4 separate regions of the Sus scrofa genome follow, and regions 2, 3 and 4 are each linked to region 1. A link is a contact called in public Hi-C data. All regions are on one chromosome and are shown on one strand. The core of a region is the stretch at or near the end of the contact, and the rest is flanking DNA. Distances in the headings are between cores, read along the strand shown.

Evidence for each region. Hi-C and Micro-C count contacts between places; a contact is called where the count stands out from the background.
Region 2: a contact with region 1 is called in a Hi-C map of embryonic fibroblasts, with 2.6 times the contacts expected there. The contact joins two enhancer-like sites. A contact is called at or near these places in 6 of 47 Hi-C or Micro-C datasets (embryonic fibroblasts, fetal heart ventricle, heart right ventricle and 2 more) and 1 of 2 datasets of contacts at active chromatin or transcription factors (skeletal muscle).
Region 3: a Hi-C map of liver shows a contact between it and region 1, with 5 times the contacts expected there. The contact joins two enhancer-like sites. A contact is called at or near these places in 4 of 47 Hi-C or Micro-C datasets (epiblast stem cells, liver, skeletal muscle and 1 more).
Region 4: a contact with region 1 is called in a Hi-C map of liver, with 2.3 times the contacts expected there. The contact joins two enhancer-like sites. A contact is called at or near these places in 5 of 47 Hi-C or Micro-C datasets (embryonic fibroblasts, epiblast stem cells, liver and 1 more).

Annotation. Positions count from the first base shown.
Region 1 is chr9:125,908,350-125,912,594 of Sscrofa11.1, reverse strand. EDEM3 (ER degradation-enhancing alpha-mannosidase-like protein 3) reads left to right here. Exons shown (of 20, transcript XM_021102628.1): 20 at 1-3,734. The coding sequence ends at 268. Among named protein-coding and RNA genes, the nearest start is that of EDEM3, 73 kb to the left of the region's middle. Within about 2 kb of position 2,329, at least 12 of the 83 cell types and tissues checked have an H3K27ac peak or open chromatin away from gene starts, as enhancers often do. A contact at or near this core is called in liver and skeletal muscle, where this site is marked.
Region 2 is chr9:125,785,934-125,790,178 of Sscrofa11.1, reverse strand. The region is part of intron 3 of C9H1orf21; the gene reads right to left. Among named protein-coding and RNA genes, the nearest start is that of C9H1orf21, 170 kb to the right of the region's middle. Within about 2 kb of position 2,343, at least 6 of the 83 cell types and tissues checked have an H3K27ac peak or open chromatin away from gene starts, as enhancers often do.
Region 3 is chr9:125,810,600-125,814,844 of Sscrofa11.1, reverse strand. C9H1orf21 reads right to left here. Exons shown (of 6, transcript XM_003482739.3): 4 at 2,274-2,350. Among named protein-coding and RNA genes, the nearest start is that of EDEM3, 170 kb to the left of the region's middle. Within about 2 kb of position 2,439, at least 3 of the 83 cell types and tissues checked have an H3K27ac peak or open chromatin away from gene starts, as enhancers often do. A contact at or near this core is called in liver, where this site is marked.
Region 4 is chr9:125,844,488-125,848,732 of Sscrofa11.1, reverse strand. C9H1orf21 reads right to left here. Exons shown (of 6, transcript XM_003482739.3): 6 at 2,731-4,245. Among named protein-coding and RNA genes, the nearest start is that of EDEM3, 140 kb to the left of the region's middle. Within about 2 kb of position 2,527, at least 40 of the 83 cell types and tissues checked have an H3K27ac peak or open chromatin away from gene starts, as enhancers often do. A contact at or near this core is called in liver and skeletal muscle, where this site is marked.

The DNA of each region.
Region 1 (4,245 bases), core at 1,080-3,579:
AGACTCATCATCTCCAGCAGATAGGGACAGTGCTGCAGGTGGTCCTCCTTCTGAACAGAATTCTCATCCCACAGAAAGCCCTGAGCCGACACGTCTGGATGGTGAATGTACAGATTTAGATAACCAACTTGAACAACAGTCAGACACTGAGGAGGATTCCAATCCTAATGTCAGCTGGGGCAAGAAGGTCCAGCCTATAGACTCCATATTAGCAGACTGGAATGAAGATATAGAAGCATTTGAAATGATGGAGAAGGATGAGCTCTGACTCCCTAAAGTCTACCTGGTGGTAGGTATTTCCAAAGAAAAGGTAAACTGTGGTTCATAGACACCCTGGTCCTAAGCAGGCTCTCTCATGGGAGGCTTTAAGTATGGTGATGAGCAACCACGTTCTGACTGGGAGAGGGAGTTATCATAGGAATCTGGAGCGTGTTAGGCTAGAACTGACCTTGTTTAAACTGTCCCATCACAAATGGAAACTCACAGCCCCCCCTCAGGTGACAGCATGCACCACCCTGCTGTACCTCAGGCCAGGAGGAGATTGCTGGAGTCTCTGGAGAGACAGGATTCAGTTAACTGTGAGGTGGGGAATATGAATTTGAGTCTCTTTCTAATGAAAGGAAGCTCGGCTTTCTTGCTTTGGGGGTTAGAGGCTCTTTGGGGAAAACACAGATGAGTATTGCGGGCATTCCGATGATGCTGCCTTCACAAAAACACTCAAAGTGACCTATGTGGTGATGAAGCAACTGCATTCACGGTGAAAACGGTCTTTGCTTATCATTTTCACTTGCTTCATTGTGTAACACGATCAAAATGACTTGATTTCTTTTCCCTTTTAACAATGTCCTTTTCATTTAAACCAAAGGTGAAGCCAGTATACTTTTCTCAGTGAGTTACTAATCCTTGGGACCAGGTAAAAAGGTCATATACTGTGTTGTGGAATTTGAGGACTTAATATTTTTGAAAAATGGAGCAAGGGTGAAACATAATGTTGCAATATGCACTTGCCATTGGGCCTTCCAAAGGGAAAGCTGTGACTACTCTGAAACGGAACTTAAGGTTATATCTTAGTAGGGTGAATTATAAATCTTTTCCAGTTCATTTCTTTGGAGGTGATTACCTCTTGCCATCAGCCTTACTCCATCCCATGTTTAGTACGCATTTTGAGCCACAAGGCCTGTGTTGCCAATATCTGAATACATTTTGTTCCATTTTTCTATCTTCGGGAGCCATGATAAAACTGTGGTAGTGATTTAAAAATTCTGGGGTAACTACTATTTTCCTCCTTTGAAACTATGATTTCTAAAGTTGCACCTAAGGAGTCTGTCACATTTTCTGTTGAATCATGGTTTTTTAAGTTTGCTTTTTTTAAAAAAACTAGTATTCCATCTGATATGGACTTGAAAATTAGTCTTTGGTAATCTGTGTAAAAAACTTACACAGTAGCAACTAACATACAGCCATATAGTTTAATGAGAGTCCGGCCCTCCAGCGTGTGTACGTGTGTTGTGTGTGTGTGTGTGTGTGTGTGGCAGTCTGGTGCTGGCCACATATAAGTTTTAAAAAGTTTGTTGTTGATATCTGTAGATAGCCCTGTAATTGAAATCATGGCTTTACTCATTTTATTTTCAAAGTTACCTGTATCATTTCTAAAGGAATATTTGAGAATTCCCCTTTTCTTTACCATGACATTATATAATAACCTTTTCTTAAAACAGTTTTTGAGGTACTGATGAACTTAAACTGTATATGGAGCTGTTAAAAGAACAGCAGTGCTGTATTGTAGTTATGTATATTCATGTACAGTCTTAGATCCCAGGTAAACAAACACATTCTGTCACAAGGGGATAAATAGCTACTTTCAAAAATTCCATCTAAACTTAATTGGGTCAGTGAGTAATCTAATAGAGAATTCACATTGGGGGGGTGGCGGGGGAAGAGTAGTAAACAAGACCTTTATTGGCCCTTAATTAAACCTGACACCAAAATGGCTATTTTTAGTCTCTCTGCATGTGAAATTTGGTGTAAGAAGATAGAACTATAATACATACAGTCTATGGAAGGATAGACTGCTTTGTTCATCTTCATTGCAAAGCCACCAAAATAGCTGAAGCTTAATTACTTGACTTGCCTTGATTCATAGGACTGGGGCTTGGAGAAAAGGAGCAGATGTTCCTTTAAAACTTGGATTACAGAGCCTTATGTACATTGATTTTGTATTTGTAGCACAGAGCCATTGTTGTCTAAATCTGACTTATCTAAGTTAACAAAACAACATAGTTTTGTGTCCAGCAGAGGTCTTGTGGCATCCTAGGAAAAGCCAGACTACTGCCACTCTCCCTTCCTTTGGCCGTTAGGGGGAGCTGTTGCCATTGAGGTCTAGAAGCAAATTGTTCACTCGTTTCGAAAATGAATCGTTTAAAAAAAAGAAGGAAGAAAGAAAAGAAGAAAAAAAACACCCAGAAGGAGTTATTCTTGATTTTTCCCTAGCTAAGAAAAGAAGGTAACATGTTCAGTTTCAGATTCCGACATTGTCCTTGACTCTCTCCATTCTTAATTGACATACTGCCACAAAGCTGTTTTTGAGTTCATTAAAAACTTTCAATACCATTAGGCTTTTTTTTTTTTTTAATGTTTTGTTTTTTAAATACCTTTTATAGCATTTTCTTTACTTCCTAAAGATTCAGGAGATTCTGTGTGACCCTGAATTTTAGAAACATCTGGTCTACCTCAGTTAAGTGTTGCCTGTACAGAGAGAGAGCTGAAGTGATCACCACAGCCATAAAACTGTTTGACTAAGAAGGATTTATGCAATGTTTACAAACCTGGAATCAAGTAAGGATTTTATCTGAAAGTTAAAATCAGATATTAGAGAAAGTATTTAATTCAGGTATTTTCAAGTTTTAAAACGTAACCTGTTTACCTAATAGAAATAGTTTTTTTCTGCTTTGGAAAGTCCATTGAAATGACATACCCTAATTTGCAGTGCTTTCTCCATAAAGTTTAGGTGTGAAAGAACTGTAATGTACCAGATACGTTTGGAATGAGAGCTTTTGTTGGGTAGGTTCTTTTTCTTTTTTAACTTTTAATAGGCTTCCAACAAGAATACCATTGTTGTTCAGAACAAAAATTTTTTTTACGTTATACTTTCCCTTTTTCCCCCACAGTATTAGGAATTAAAATGAAAAATTGTGCACTCTCTGATTTGACTTCTCTAATTACTCTGTCAAGATATTTTTTTCTAATTACCACCACAGCCCTTTTTATAGGAAAACCAGCATTTGTTCCCTCACCAAACCCCATGCCAAATTCATCATAAAGAAAGCTCAGCATAAGTAATTCAAATAGTGCTTATAATTGGGGGGGGGGCATTTAATAAATATTCCAACCGGTCGTTTTATGCACAAGGCTTCAGTCAGAACATAGAAAAAAAAAAACATTCTGTGAATGAAATATTGTATGTTCAGATTTTATAAAAGACATTTTTAAAAGCCCAATTTACAGCCGTATATTTTCTTATGATGTAATTTATGAAAAAGATGTCTGTACTAACAGGTGCTGTAACACTACTGTTGTTGGATTTTATTGTTTGGTGATAAATGTATACCATATTTCTAAGGGAAACTATGTACTGTGATGTAAAAGTCTGGGCAAAATGTATATAATCCTTGTATATAATTGTGTATTTGATTATAATTACTGATTGTAAAGATTTAATAAAATATGTAAATATTCTGGTCTAGTTTTAATTTTTAAAATCAGTCTGCATATCTTTATACTTTGATATCTTAAAAAATTTTTTTGCCACTCTGTCTTCCCTTTAATTTTCATTTTACTCCCGGAGAGTAAATCTGGGGACAGCTGCAAGTATAGAAACACATTGAACAGTTCCACGCCTGAACTAGTGCCAGGGACCCTCAGAGTAGAGTTAGAGGAGTTAGCATTTCAAAGTGTCAATATTGGTAACATGTTTTTATTTTTTATTTTTTTGCTTTTCTAGGGCTGCGCCTGGAGCATATGGAAGTTCCCAGGCAAGGGATCAAATTGGAGCTCCAGCTGCTGGCCTACACCACAGCCACAGCAACACAGGATCCAAGCTGTGTCTGCGACCTACACCACAGCTCATGGCAATGCCAGATCCTTAACCCACTGAGCAGGGCCAGGGATTGAACCTGCGACCTCATGGATACTAGTCTGGTTCATAACTGCTGCACCACAATGGGAACTCCTCGCTTACATTTTGAG
Region 2 (4,245 bases), core at 1,094-3,593, 120 kb after region 1:
GGGCTGGTAGGGATCCCAAGAAGGTGCAATGCACCTTGTCTTAGAGAATCCAAAACCTCCTTGCCAGCATTCTGGGGGCCCGACAGGGGAAGACAAACAAGGACCTTGGCATTCAGAATGCAGACTTCCACTTAAAAACCCTGATTTCATTTTGACTTTGCAGCCCTCAACTGTGCCCAGCTGGAAGGAAGAAAGAAGGGGACTGAGGAGTCTTCTTTTTCCACTGACATTCAATGAATCCTCTTGTTTTTAAAATTTTTAAATCTTATTTTAAAAAATTTTTGGCCGACCCCTTGGCATGCAAAAGTTCCCAGGCCAGGGGTCAAACCCATGCCATAGCAGCCACCTGAACCACAGCAGTGACAATGCCTGATCCTTAACCTGCTAAGTCACAGGGGAACTCTTGAATCCTTTTGTTCTTAGCCTGTGTTTCAGCTCCACTTCCAGAGATATCTGTGCTGGCAATTCCTCAGCCTTTTGGTCATTTTACAGTGTAACTGGCTTTCTGGGGTTTGCTCAGTCAGTTTCCACTCTCATTGCTTTCCAGCTTAGAGAAATGTGGATATTCTTTTCTGTTCTTAGCCATAGAGGACTATTATTATTCTGTAGAGTCCTTTAACTGTTGTTTCATTGGCGTCTCAGAAAGAAGTAGAGGGTATCGGCTATGTTCCACCTGTCCTGCGTGGTCTCCCCGGCCTAGGCATCTCACATACATCTTCTAACTCCAGAGCTCTCTGCAGTAGTTACTATTTTTCCATTCAGAGGTGAGGAAACAAGTTTCAGCAAGTTGCCCAGGGCCCCTCAGAGGGTTTGAACTCAGGTCCTTTCAATGTCAGAGCCCAAGCTGTAGAGCATGACCACACCCAGGCATCCGTGATGAAATAATAACAGTGACCGTAGAGCATCACTGAACATGCATTATGTGTGAGGCTTCCAAATTTTTGTACTAACTGTGACAACTCCGTGAGATGGGTACTATTGCTTTTTTTTTTTTTTTTGTCTTTTTGTCTTCCCGCGGTCATATGGAGGTTCCCAGGCTAGGGGTTGAATCGGAGCTGTAGCCACCAGCCTATGCCAGAGCCACAGCAACTCGTGATCTGAGCTGCGTCTGCGACCTACACCATAGCTCATGGCAACAATGGATCCTTAACCCACTGAGCAAGGCCAGGGATCGAACCCGCAACCTCGTGGTTCCTAGTCCGATTCCTTAACCACTGAGCCACAACAGGAACTCCCAGGTACTATTGCTATTAACCCATTTTATAGAGGAGGAAACAAAGGCACAGGGTGATTAAAGAGCCTGCCCAAGATCACACAACACAGAGTCTGGCTCCAGAGGTGGTGTTCTGAACAATTACCACAGACAGTTAAACATGCTACGTATGTATGTCTACCTTGTGGATTTCCACGATCTAATTTAGGAACCTCTCCCAGCTTTGCTTTTCCTCTTTCCTAGATGACTTACTCCAAAAGAAAACAAAAATCTCTTTAAACCAGCCAACTAAAGCAGAAACGATGGATAGAAGATAGCCATGGTCAAAGTAAAATCATTTTGAAAATATTTGCACAAGAAATCATTCTACTAGATTATGCTATCCTCTCTTTGTAGTTACCTTCAGCCAGTCAATTCAGGGGTAACGCGAAGAACGTGCCAGTATAATTGGACGTGTGAAAAAAACCATATACTTCTTAGAGAATGAATGAGAACCAGAATTTGCTTCCTGGGCTGCCAGCCTAAAATTATGTATGCTAGGGGGTGCTATTGAACAATTTTAGGGTTTGTGTCCATTTGGTGTTCTTAGATTTGCATGCCGTAGTGCTATGGACCAGGGTAAGCCAATCATTTTTTAATTAAAGTCTGCTTAAACCTCAGTCTGGACACTGTTAACCAACACAGTATTTCACTGCAGAAGACATTTTAAAACACATTATATTCATTATATATGTACAGTTAGTTCTTTATTCATAGCAGAAGCATTAATCACCCATTATTTTCTTTTCCACTTGCATGTCCGAGAACTCAATTAAAAGATAATGAAATGTAGATGTTAAGCCCTAAGAAAGTAGCCATGTCTCTGGAGCATTATTGATGGTGTAAAGACTTGTGTCTTGGGGTAGTAAATAGAATCTGTGAGCTAAAGGAAGCACGCTTTCAAATTAGTGGAACCAAAACATGAGCAATCAGGAAATCTTAGTTCTAACCCCCTTGCTCCACAATTAAGCTAAATTAGCCAAATACTTGTTAAATAAATCATGATGCAGGAAATACGCAGGATTAGGAAGGTCAGAAAGCACAGCAGTGCATATGCAGAACTGAATACAATTTTGACCACATGAGCTCAGTCTAAAATAGAAAGTGTGATGTAGTTAACACATAAAAGGCCAAACAACATGCAGAACCACCCCGACAGGCCACCCAATTAGGAATTTTAGGCATTCTTAAAAATAGATATCCTTCTCTGAACGGTCAATAGCAGTCTAAAACATGATTTATTCTAGAACTGTGCCTAGTTCTACACAAAATAATTTTAATAGTGGATGTTCGAATTTTTTTTAAGATTTTTATTTTTTGCATTATAGTTGATTTACAGTGTTCAGTCAGTTCCTACTACAGAGCAAAGTGACTCCGTCATACATGTATACAGCTGTATATATTCTTTTACACACATTATCCTCCATTATGTTCCATTGCAAGTAACTAGATATACTTCCCCGTGCTATATACATTTTTTTGGAATGAATAAAGATATTCACTCCAGCACTTACAAGTCTGCAGCACTTTAAAACCTGCTTCTTAAAGGGAAATGAAGAAGAATCGTCTGTGTGTGCTGAAAGAGACGATGTGATGAATGACAATTTGCCCAATTTACCAAAATATGGCCATCCCTCACTGCTTCCGAGACCGCTTCTCCCATATAGAGTGAATGACTTGCTCTGATATCTTATGCAGCTGCTGGAGCCGTGCTAGGCTAAAGGAACTCAATGAACACTTACTGATGGACAAACTGCACAGACAGAAATGTGGTCTAGTTAATGGGAGCATTGCTTCAGTCCAGGGGCAGCTATTATTCGATCACTGTAGTTTAAAGGTGGAGATTCACAGACGAACACCATTTTGCTAGAAGAACCATTTATTTACCTTCTTGGAAATTACTAAGTCAAACGTAATTTTTTTCCTTTCCATTCTCAGGTCCAAGACAATTACTGCTTACAATCAGAAGAGCTGACAGCTTTTAGAGTACTGAGGCCAAGTGGTTTTTCCTGCTAGACACAAAACCACGTGAGAGAGTCCATGTACTAGTTTTCTAAAATATTTAGTTTGTGTTTGGAAATAGCTTTCAGCAGCATACACAGCACATAGGTCCCTTCTCAGTTGGCAACTCTGAAACTACTATTCTGGGATATAGACTAAAAAAAGAAAACCTAAAAGCCTTTTTTAAGTGGGTGAAAACTGATTCTTCATTTTTTGCTTTTGTTTTTTAAAGAAACTAGTGGGAAAATACCCAATGTATCATATTTTTAAAATCCTAAAAATATGTGTAATCAATAGGTAATGTTTAAGAACCAAAAAGTACTTTTCAGGGAGCAATTTCAAAGATTTAGGAGAGAAAACACTCTGGATATGACCGCAGGGCTAAGGCAAAGGATTTGATTATGACCTATTAATTAACACACATCTATGGATTCCAAAATGCCAAACTGTGGCTTCATTTGGTCACTAATGGTATGCTGTCATCTGATACCACCCACCTGAATCTATGGGGCCGAGGGTCCAAGGCCCCTCGGGGTGGTTTGGCAAGGTTTAGCAGGGGTCCTTCTCACTCTGCGCCCCCCACCTCTGCAGCCATGGCAGTGGGGTGGGGTGGGGGGGCGCGCTCACATGTCTTTGAAGATGGTGGAAGGTTAGGTGAAGGAACCAGATCTGAAATACAGGAAATGCCATCTTGCTCTACACTGGCAGACTCACCTTGGGCCAGGCCAACCCACCGCCCTGCAACTGACTCTAAATACGGCAAAGGTTCTTGTCAAGATGATCTCCACGAAAACTGGATTACCCCACAAAGCTGGAAATGATCTCTACTTAAAGGATTTCTGATAGAGAACACAAATAGCATGGCAAACGAGCGCTTAAGCAATGCTTAACAAAATTAAGAAAAGAAGTGGTTTTTAAGAGGCCCTTAAGCACATCAGAGGGTATTGTGTACATATAGACAACTGAAGCACTAATTGAAAATAATTCCCATC
Region 3 (4,245 bases), core at 1,190-3,689, 98 kb after region 1:
TCAAAGTTAAAGAAGTAAGGATTTGCTCTAAAGGAAAAAAGAAATTCTCCTTAATACAGTCTTTCTCCACAACTCAGAGGTAAGAGACGCATTTAAAAATAGCATATATCGAATGTCTTGGATGAGAAGATAATTTTGGTAGTGGCATCAGATATCTGCTGTCCCCAGCGGCGGCTACGATTAGTGTAGATCAAAGTGATTACCAGTGAAGTGGACTACGGAGGATGGCACTGCAGCATGACACTGACCTAAGGGTGCCAAAATCCGGTTGCACCATTACACTGACACTGTAAACGATGCATGGATTTTAAAATGCCCAGTTTTCCTGTGCAATAAAGAATTACATCCCTGAGCTCACTTTCCACCCCCCTAAAGATCCATCCCACCCACCATGTCACAGTGGCCATGGCTGTGGCAATTCCAAGCCAGGTTAAAGCAATTCCGCTAACTTCTGTCTCAACTTCCTGGGAAGACGCAGAGAATACAGCTCCTTCCACCGATGGTACTGACGTATGGGGCGCTATTACACACACGTAACAGATTTACTGTCGGGTGGAGGTGACTGTCCAGTGTACTCAGGTGATCAGTACCCTGGAGACTTGTTCCTATTTAGGCCAAAGAGCACGAAAGAGGCTTGTGGTCTCTTGGAAGAAGAGCAGGTAGAGTCATAGCTACACCAAGTGCATTTTATCACCAAGGGAGACTCAGTTTTAGGACAATCTAGAAAACTAGTCGTTATTTTCCTTAATATTTTTAATTGTGAAATATTTGACCTAGAAAAAATACAGCGTTATTTGTACATTTTAAAATAAGAATAATTAAAGGAACACACATATAATCACCACTCATGTTAAAAAACAGAACCTCTGGTTTCATTGACTTCTGTCCACTTAGAAAGAACCGCTATTCTAAATTTAATGTTTTTTCATTTCCCTGCTTACCTTGTTCCCCCTGCCCCCGCCTTTCTAGGGCTGCACCCGTGGCATACAGAGGTTCCCAGGCTAGGGGTTGAATCAGAGCTGCAGCCGCTGGCCTACACCACAGCCACAGCAACGTGGGATCCGAGCCGCGTCTGTGACCTACACCACAGCTCATGGCAACGCCGGATCCTTAACCCACTGAGCAAGGCTAGGGATCAAACCCACATCCTCATGGATCCTAGTCGGGTTCATTAACCACTGAGCCACAATGGGAGCTCCTTTCTACTTATCTTTATTGTTTTATCATATACATATTTATATTGCTTAGTTCTGTCTGTTTTTAAACTTTACATAGTGAAACTGTACACAGGCAGGTTATCTTACTGACTTACTTCCACGACCTTATGTTCATGAGATTCCTCCACCTTGATCTGTGCAGCTACAGGTCATTTTCACTGACATATAGTATTCCCATCATAAGAACATACCACATTTTTGCTGTTCATTATATACTTGATGGACATTTGGGTATTACCTTCAAGCACTTTAAGAGCTCATGCAAATAGTGCTGCTATGCATACTTCAAATTATATCTGCTGGCACACATGCACAAGAGTTTCTCAAGGGTATATACCTGAGAGCGGAGGTGCTCGGGGGCCAGGTATGCCCAGGTACAATTTTACTAGATAATGCAAACTATTTTCCAAAGTAACTGTATCAGTTTATATCCTTACCACCAGGGGTTAAGTGTGCCTGTTTTCCATATTCTGGTAAACCTTTGGATCATCAGACTTTTGTGTGTGTGTGGTGTGAAATGGGATTTTTTTCCCTATGCATTAGCTCTTCATGTTTCCTCTTCAGTCAAGTGGTTGTTCACGTCTTTAGCCTGTTTTTCTGAGTTCTGTTTTTTATACTTGATTCAGAGAATTACTTTATATAGGCTGAAAACCCAACTATTGTTAATTATATGTGTTGTAAATATATTCCATCATTTTGTGGCCTTTTACGCTTCTTTACAGTGTATATTGATAAAGAGACATTCTTAATTTTAATGCAGTCATAAACATTCATCATTTTTTTTTAGGATTCGCATCCTTTGTGACTTATTCAAAGTTCTTCCCTACCCCACAGTCATAAAGATTTTCCTCTTTAATTTCTTCTAACTGGCGTGAAATGTCAGCCCTGTCGTATGTGGTGGGTCTCTCAATTCTGATTCATCAGACTAAACCACACTGTTTCAATGACTGAGACTTTATCACAAGTCTTGATTTTATCCGGTAGGCAAAATGGAGCTCACTCTAAGACCACTTTTAGCTTTACAAATAATATAGGAAAATAGGAACCAGAACTTACTTTGCTCTGGGCTGATGAACTAATCCCGGAATCTCTTTATTGGTTTTAAGTCTGACATTTGAACTGGCACTTTTTTCCTGAAACACATAAACACACATATAAAAGACAGGATGAGAATCAGCAATTAAACAAGAGCATGACTTTTCATCACCAAAGTATCAGATTTGTTTGGAAGTCTCTACGGTTGGTTACCTCACAAGGACCAAAGTCCTTTTAAAGAGGCCACAGAGCAGTGGTAGAACTGCCAAATACTGGATCAGGGAACATCATCAAGAAAAGAGGAATGAACTTTTATAACAGCTCTGGTTCCCTTTAGAAAATTATATGCACGTAATATTTGATTTTTAGGTGGAGTTACTGAAAACAGTAAGATAAAGAACAGACGAGTCTCGTGTTAAAAAGAGCAGCAGCCATACAAACGCAGCCATTGTTTGCTTGCCCAGGTTAAGTGACTTTGTGTATTTTATTTGCGAAAGACAATTTCAGTTACTGAGACATAAAACTGCACAAGCATAAAGACTGTCCAAGCAGTGACAGGGACAAGAATGTGACCAAAAATAACTAAAATTTCACATTCACAATGAATATTAAAATTGAATTCAATTAAATGAATAAAAGTCAATACCAGCCCATATTCCAGAAGTACTTCTTTGGTGTTTAGCCTGATCTGATTTCTTATTCCCAGGAAACCCATCACATGCAAAAGAAATACTCTCAGATCTTAAAATACAAGTCTATTGGTAAACACACCGTCTCAATAATGCTATTGCTCTGTGTTATTACAATATTATCTTCAAAACATAGTCAAGGTGCTTTTTAATTTGCTCTCAAAACATTACCCTCCCCACTTAAAAAAAAAAAAGAAGGAAGAAAGGAAAAACTCTTCTAAATCTATTTAATAGGTGACTATATGTACTTCTGGAACCTGAGGTGTGCTGATAATTAAAGATCTAGGCTAGGGTACGGAACAGAAACGCCTGTGGGCCGGCCCACCACTCTCACCACCTGCAGAGTGATGTGGGATATGGCACATAAAATAGATGGTCCCCACATGAGCTCTTTCAAGAGTTCAGGGGTTTCCATGGTGACTCAGCAGGTTAAGAACCCGATTAGTATGCATGAGATGCGGGTTTGATCCCTGGCCTTGCTTAGTCAGTTAAGGATCCAGCATTGTCGTAAGCTGCAGCGTAGGTCGTGGATGCAGCTCAGATCTCGTGTGGCTGTGGCTGTGGTGTAGGCCAGGAACTGCAGCTCTGATTCAACCCCTAGCCTGGAAACTTCCATATGCCGTAGGTGCAGCCCTAAAACGACCCCCCCCCAAAAGAAAAAAAAATCCTTCATACGTTTCCTAGGGCAGCAGAAGCCATGTCAGTCAGTGAAACTGCCATGACTTACATGCTTGGTTGTCTGCTGTTTACCATCAAACATGAGCTTATCTCTCTAACCTTAGTCCTCCAAAATACAGAACACTTTTGTTTGTGATCTTCTAGAAGAAATAATTATTACAATTATTTTGCAGACGAGCTTACCTTCTTTACCTCACAGTAAACTCAAGAATGTTTTCAGGAACATTTAAAAAGCATAAAATATACACCGTTCCTTCTGGCTACGCAGTCAGGGAATAACAGGTGAACAACCTGATTTTTTTACAAAGAAGGTAGGGGGACAGTTAGAAAACTGTAATGCACTAACTCCAGGAGGGCAGGGCTACATTCCTTCTTTTTGACGGGGGGGCACAGTGCCTGGTGAGGGGCATGGCACTTATGAGAGGCACTCATTAAATATCAGTAAAACAAATGAACAGTGCCAGCAAATACATTTTTTAAACAGAGATAAAAATGAGTCAACTGTAGTCTCTGACTAAAGATGTAAGTTCCCTCCAAATGAATCATTTTTTCCCTTAAACTTTATGTCTGCTTGGATTAAGCACTGAAAATGGATGCATTTGATATGACAGAACCTGACACTTTTT
Region 4 (4,245 bases), core at 1,278-3,777, 64 kb after region 1:
CCTTATGGATACTAGTTGGGGTTGTTTCTGCTGAGCCACAATGGGAACTCCTGAGGAACGAGTTTTTTAAATGCTTATCCAAGTCACTACATGACTATCCAAAACATTTAAGGTCTTGAAAGGGATTCATATCTAGCTTCTATGCTTAAACTAGCCTGGAAAATACAGAGCCCCCAGTCCTAAGATTAAAAAGAGACACAAAAACCCTAGCCCACAAGAAAGGATTTCAAATGAATGGTCCGGGCACTGCCTTTCCTCCACTTTTGGAGATCAGATTCCCCTCAAGTTCTCTCCAGGTGAGAGTTTTTTCACCTTAAAAAAGATGCATCCTGGGATGAAACAAGCCTTGGGACCCAGGAGAGAAATCGGAGCCCTCAAAGCTTTTTCTAACCACATCTGATACCTAATTGCAGATACCAGGCTCCTCTTCCCGATGCTGAAAGAATTCCAAGGAGAAAGATGTGTGCCTAAAATCCCAAAGCCGTTTCCTTCTGGGCTCTGATATCCTGTTAGCCAGTGGTGTGTGTATAGCTCATCAGATATGGGAAGACCAAATAAAGCATTCCCTGTGAGGAAACCAAGCTGGTGATGAGCCAAGAAGAGGTTCTGGAAAAGAACAGATGCCCCCAAGGGGTTGTTTTCACAGTGTTGCATTGCAAAGGGCACAGAAATGATAAAAAATTGGAGAATGCTTGAATGACCTCGTTCCTTCTTTCACCATGGGTGTTTATATTGGACGCCTTCTACACTGAAGATGCACCACTTGAAAGTGGGGGTAACAGACTGACTTCCCAGGATGATTGTGACAAGAAGACAATCAGAAAAATGCCCAGCATAGTGTCTGGCACAGAGTGAGTTTAAATAATAACTATTAGCTCCTTTTCCTCTTTCCCCAAGATTAGATCTCTGATGAGGTACAAGGGTACAGGGCACATGCTTCTGAAAAGCATGGCATGGCTAATGCATGCGTCTTAAGGTTTGTCACCAAAGTAAATCTATCTACCCACAATCCTCATTTTCATTAACAGCTTTTGGCCCTTTTCCAGAGACATACAAGAAGGCGACTAAAGTCAAGGGCATTTTTCCCGCTTGGAAAAACACGTCCATTCATTGGCAAAAGGCAATACATAGACCTCATCCATGAAATCCCAAAGGTTTCCAGCAGGAACATCTACAGCATCTACACAGGCGCCGGGGGTGGAGGGGGTGGAAGGCTGGGAACCGCCCAAGACACTGAGAAGCCAAGTTCCTGCTTCGAGTCACCTCTTCATCATGCCCTTAAATATATCATAATCCCTCTCCCCAACCAGGTCTTATTCTTCTACTAGGTTTTAAGCAACTTAGCAAGAAGTTTCATTTCTGAGAGGTACGAAGAAATAAAGCTCTGAGCATGTCTTCCAGGGGGGAAGGCAAGGCAGGCAGATTTGCTGTAAATTTAGAGAGCGCAATCCGATGCCTTTTTCATGAGAGAGTTGGGAGGAGGAAGGAGAGAGCCTTAGATCTGTTTTGCCTTTCATAAAAAATATATCAGCGTTTCGGAGTCCAAGATTCAGAGTCAGTATTTTCCTGGATGAAGAACTTGATAATTTTTCTTCCTAGGAAACTGACATATTTAACTGAGTTTCCTTTCTAGACTAGTAGATACAGAAATGCGCTTTTTCGATTCTTGCCCAATGTTTTGGCAGAACTTGTAATCAGTATGCCAAGAGGCCTCATAGGCTACGGGGGTAAAATTCCTCTCTCCCTTAGCAGGCTTATGGGCGAGTCTGGCTAAGAGCAAACAAGTCTCAAAGAGATTGGGAGGAGGACAAAGCTACTCCTCAAGGTGGGATGGCATCAAATGGGGACCAAAAGGCCAGTGGGTGGGGTGGGCAGGTGCCATCATCCCTGGGCCTGCTTCTGGGGGCTGTCAGGTTGCAGGCGCGGCTGCTTCGGACCCTGGGTGACCCCTAACATGGAGGTGGAGCAGGCTGGCCCCAGCACAGAGGACTGAAGAACCGGGGCTACTTCTCAGAGCGTCAGAGCCCGGACTCAGACCCTGGGCGCTGCAGACCTGGGAGAGACCTGTCTCTTAGCAGGCCGCTGGGTGTCCGCCCCTGTATCTGAGGGCTGACCTAGTTTTGTGTCTCCAGCCTTTGTACCCTCTTTGTCCCTAAACAGACCGCAACACCACCCCATGCTCCAGCCCGGGGCTAGAAGGCATCACTGAGGTGAAAGCCTCTTTTGAGGTTCTCGGCCAGAAACAAACACACATTCAATTATGACAGCAGTACTCTGTGATCCTGAACCTCCGCCAAGCAAAAGAAAGCCACGCACAGACGGCTGAACTCTGACAATTCCACAGCTCAGGGCACATAAGGCGTGTAATCCAGCTGTAAATCCTGTCGACAGTCCGCCCCACCCACTGGCCGCTAAGCAGCTGGATTCTGAACGGCACCCGGGCCTCAGCCACCCCGCCGACCCTCTCTGTCCTCAAGGCTTCTCAGTCTGTTTCGCATCATCCTTTTTCTTGCTCAGGCACCAGCCACTCCCCTCCCTCCCTCCTTCTGTCTCCCTGAGTCCTCTGAGATAAGAGCCAGCAGAAGCACTCGCCTCTAGATGATTCTTTCATTGTATCTGAGACAATCTGCTTAATGGTCAGATATGGGAGGGGGGGAGAGAAGAGAAGGCATAATGTTTTTGCATTAGACCTTTTCAGAAGGCATTAAAAAAATAAAGTACCAACACAGATCACTTGACAAATTTATGATTAAAACCAACAAATGGAAAACAGACAGTTTTCAGTGTTGCTAACATAATTAAGCATTTCATGCCAACCCGCTCAGCCACCCTATTTCTCAGATCTATTTCTAGATGTACCAGATGTGTCTGCAGATGAAATCAAATTTTTTTTTGCATATCAAAGAGGTAGCCAGTGTAAAACCAGGGGAACAGAACTCCTGGTGACAAGCCACTGGGTCCCAGGCACAATACCTTGGGTTTCAGGAAACACTCATAAAGCCAGATTCCCAAGGGATGCATGGTTCAGGGTACATGTGTACCATGTCACAATGTTACACGTGACCCTAAGAAAAAGACATGAGCAGCTTTCATCTCAGCATAGAAGGGGGTGGTAATTTTCGGGGAAGACATAATTATCTCGGACACCGAGTAGGAGAGTCAGATGGAAGACGTTTAGTGTCTGCTTCATTCTTGCTCCATAAGAACAAGGGATCTCGGGAGAAGGTCATCCTTGGAACAGGGAACAAGTCCCTGGGTGGACGAGTCTGAGGTGGGGCTTAGCAGGTCGTTTACAGCGAGGAGAACTATTTCAGGCGCTTGGCCAAAAACCATACAAAGGGAGGGAACTGAAAACCCCAGGCGACTCGACTCTCCCAGCATTTTTCTGCTTGAAGCAGGATAAAAAGCCTGAAATTTTGGCTGCATCTCTATTTATGTAACAACTACAGCTGCTCCCCAAAATAGCTGCTGCTGCTGGCAGAAAGAGGGAAGGGCTTCTGTTGCTGACATCGAGTCCATTTTCTCTAGGGCTGGGCTGGATTTCCTTGCTCCTGCTTTCGGTGTAACGGGGTCTAAACGGAGCTAAGGAATCGCACCCTGAACACATCGGCGGGTGCCATCAGCTAGTGGATGGATTTTTAGGCGGCGGCGGCGCATCCTCTTGGTGAGACCACGTGAGGCTTAGGCTAGTGGCAGGTGACCTCCGGACTGTCCAGAGCGGGGGAACCACCCACTGCGGGGCGGGGGGGGGGGTGCGTGCGGCGGATGGGCAGACCCTTCGCGTTCAACGACCCCGCCAGGGGAGACAGACGTGGCGCTCCTCCTGGATCTTTGTGGGATAAACCCACAAAGTGCCCGGCCGGCTGGCGGGACCACGGACAGGACGCCCTCGTGGAAGTAACCCAGAGAACCCTCGTCAAAGCTATCGCTCGTGTTAAAAAAATACAAAAGTTATTTTCTCCTTTGGATGGCTATTTACTCGTGACAGCATTTGTTAAAAATATTACTTCTATCTTTGAGAAGAGGTCATCCTCTTCATAGAATATGGAAAAATAAACTCTACGGAACCCGTGGTTCACGGTCCCCACGGCTGCCGGGGGCTTTGGCTTTCGCGTCTCCGCGTGTCACCGCCAGCGTCACCGTTCTGCGTGCTCCCGTCGGAAGAGGCTTTTCGCGGCACCATCCGGTGCCCCAAGCAAGAGAGAAGAGGCGGCAAGGCTCCCGTCACGTGGTGAAGGGGGAAGG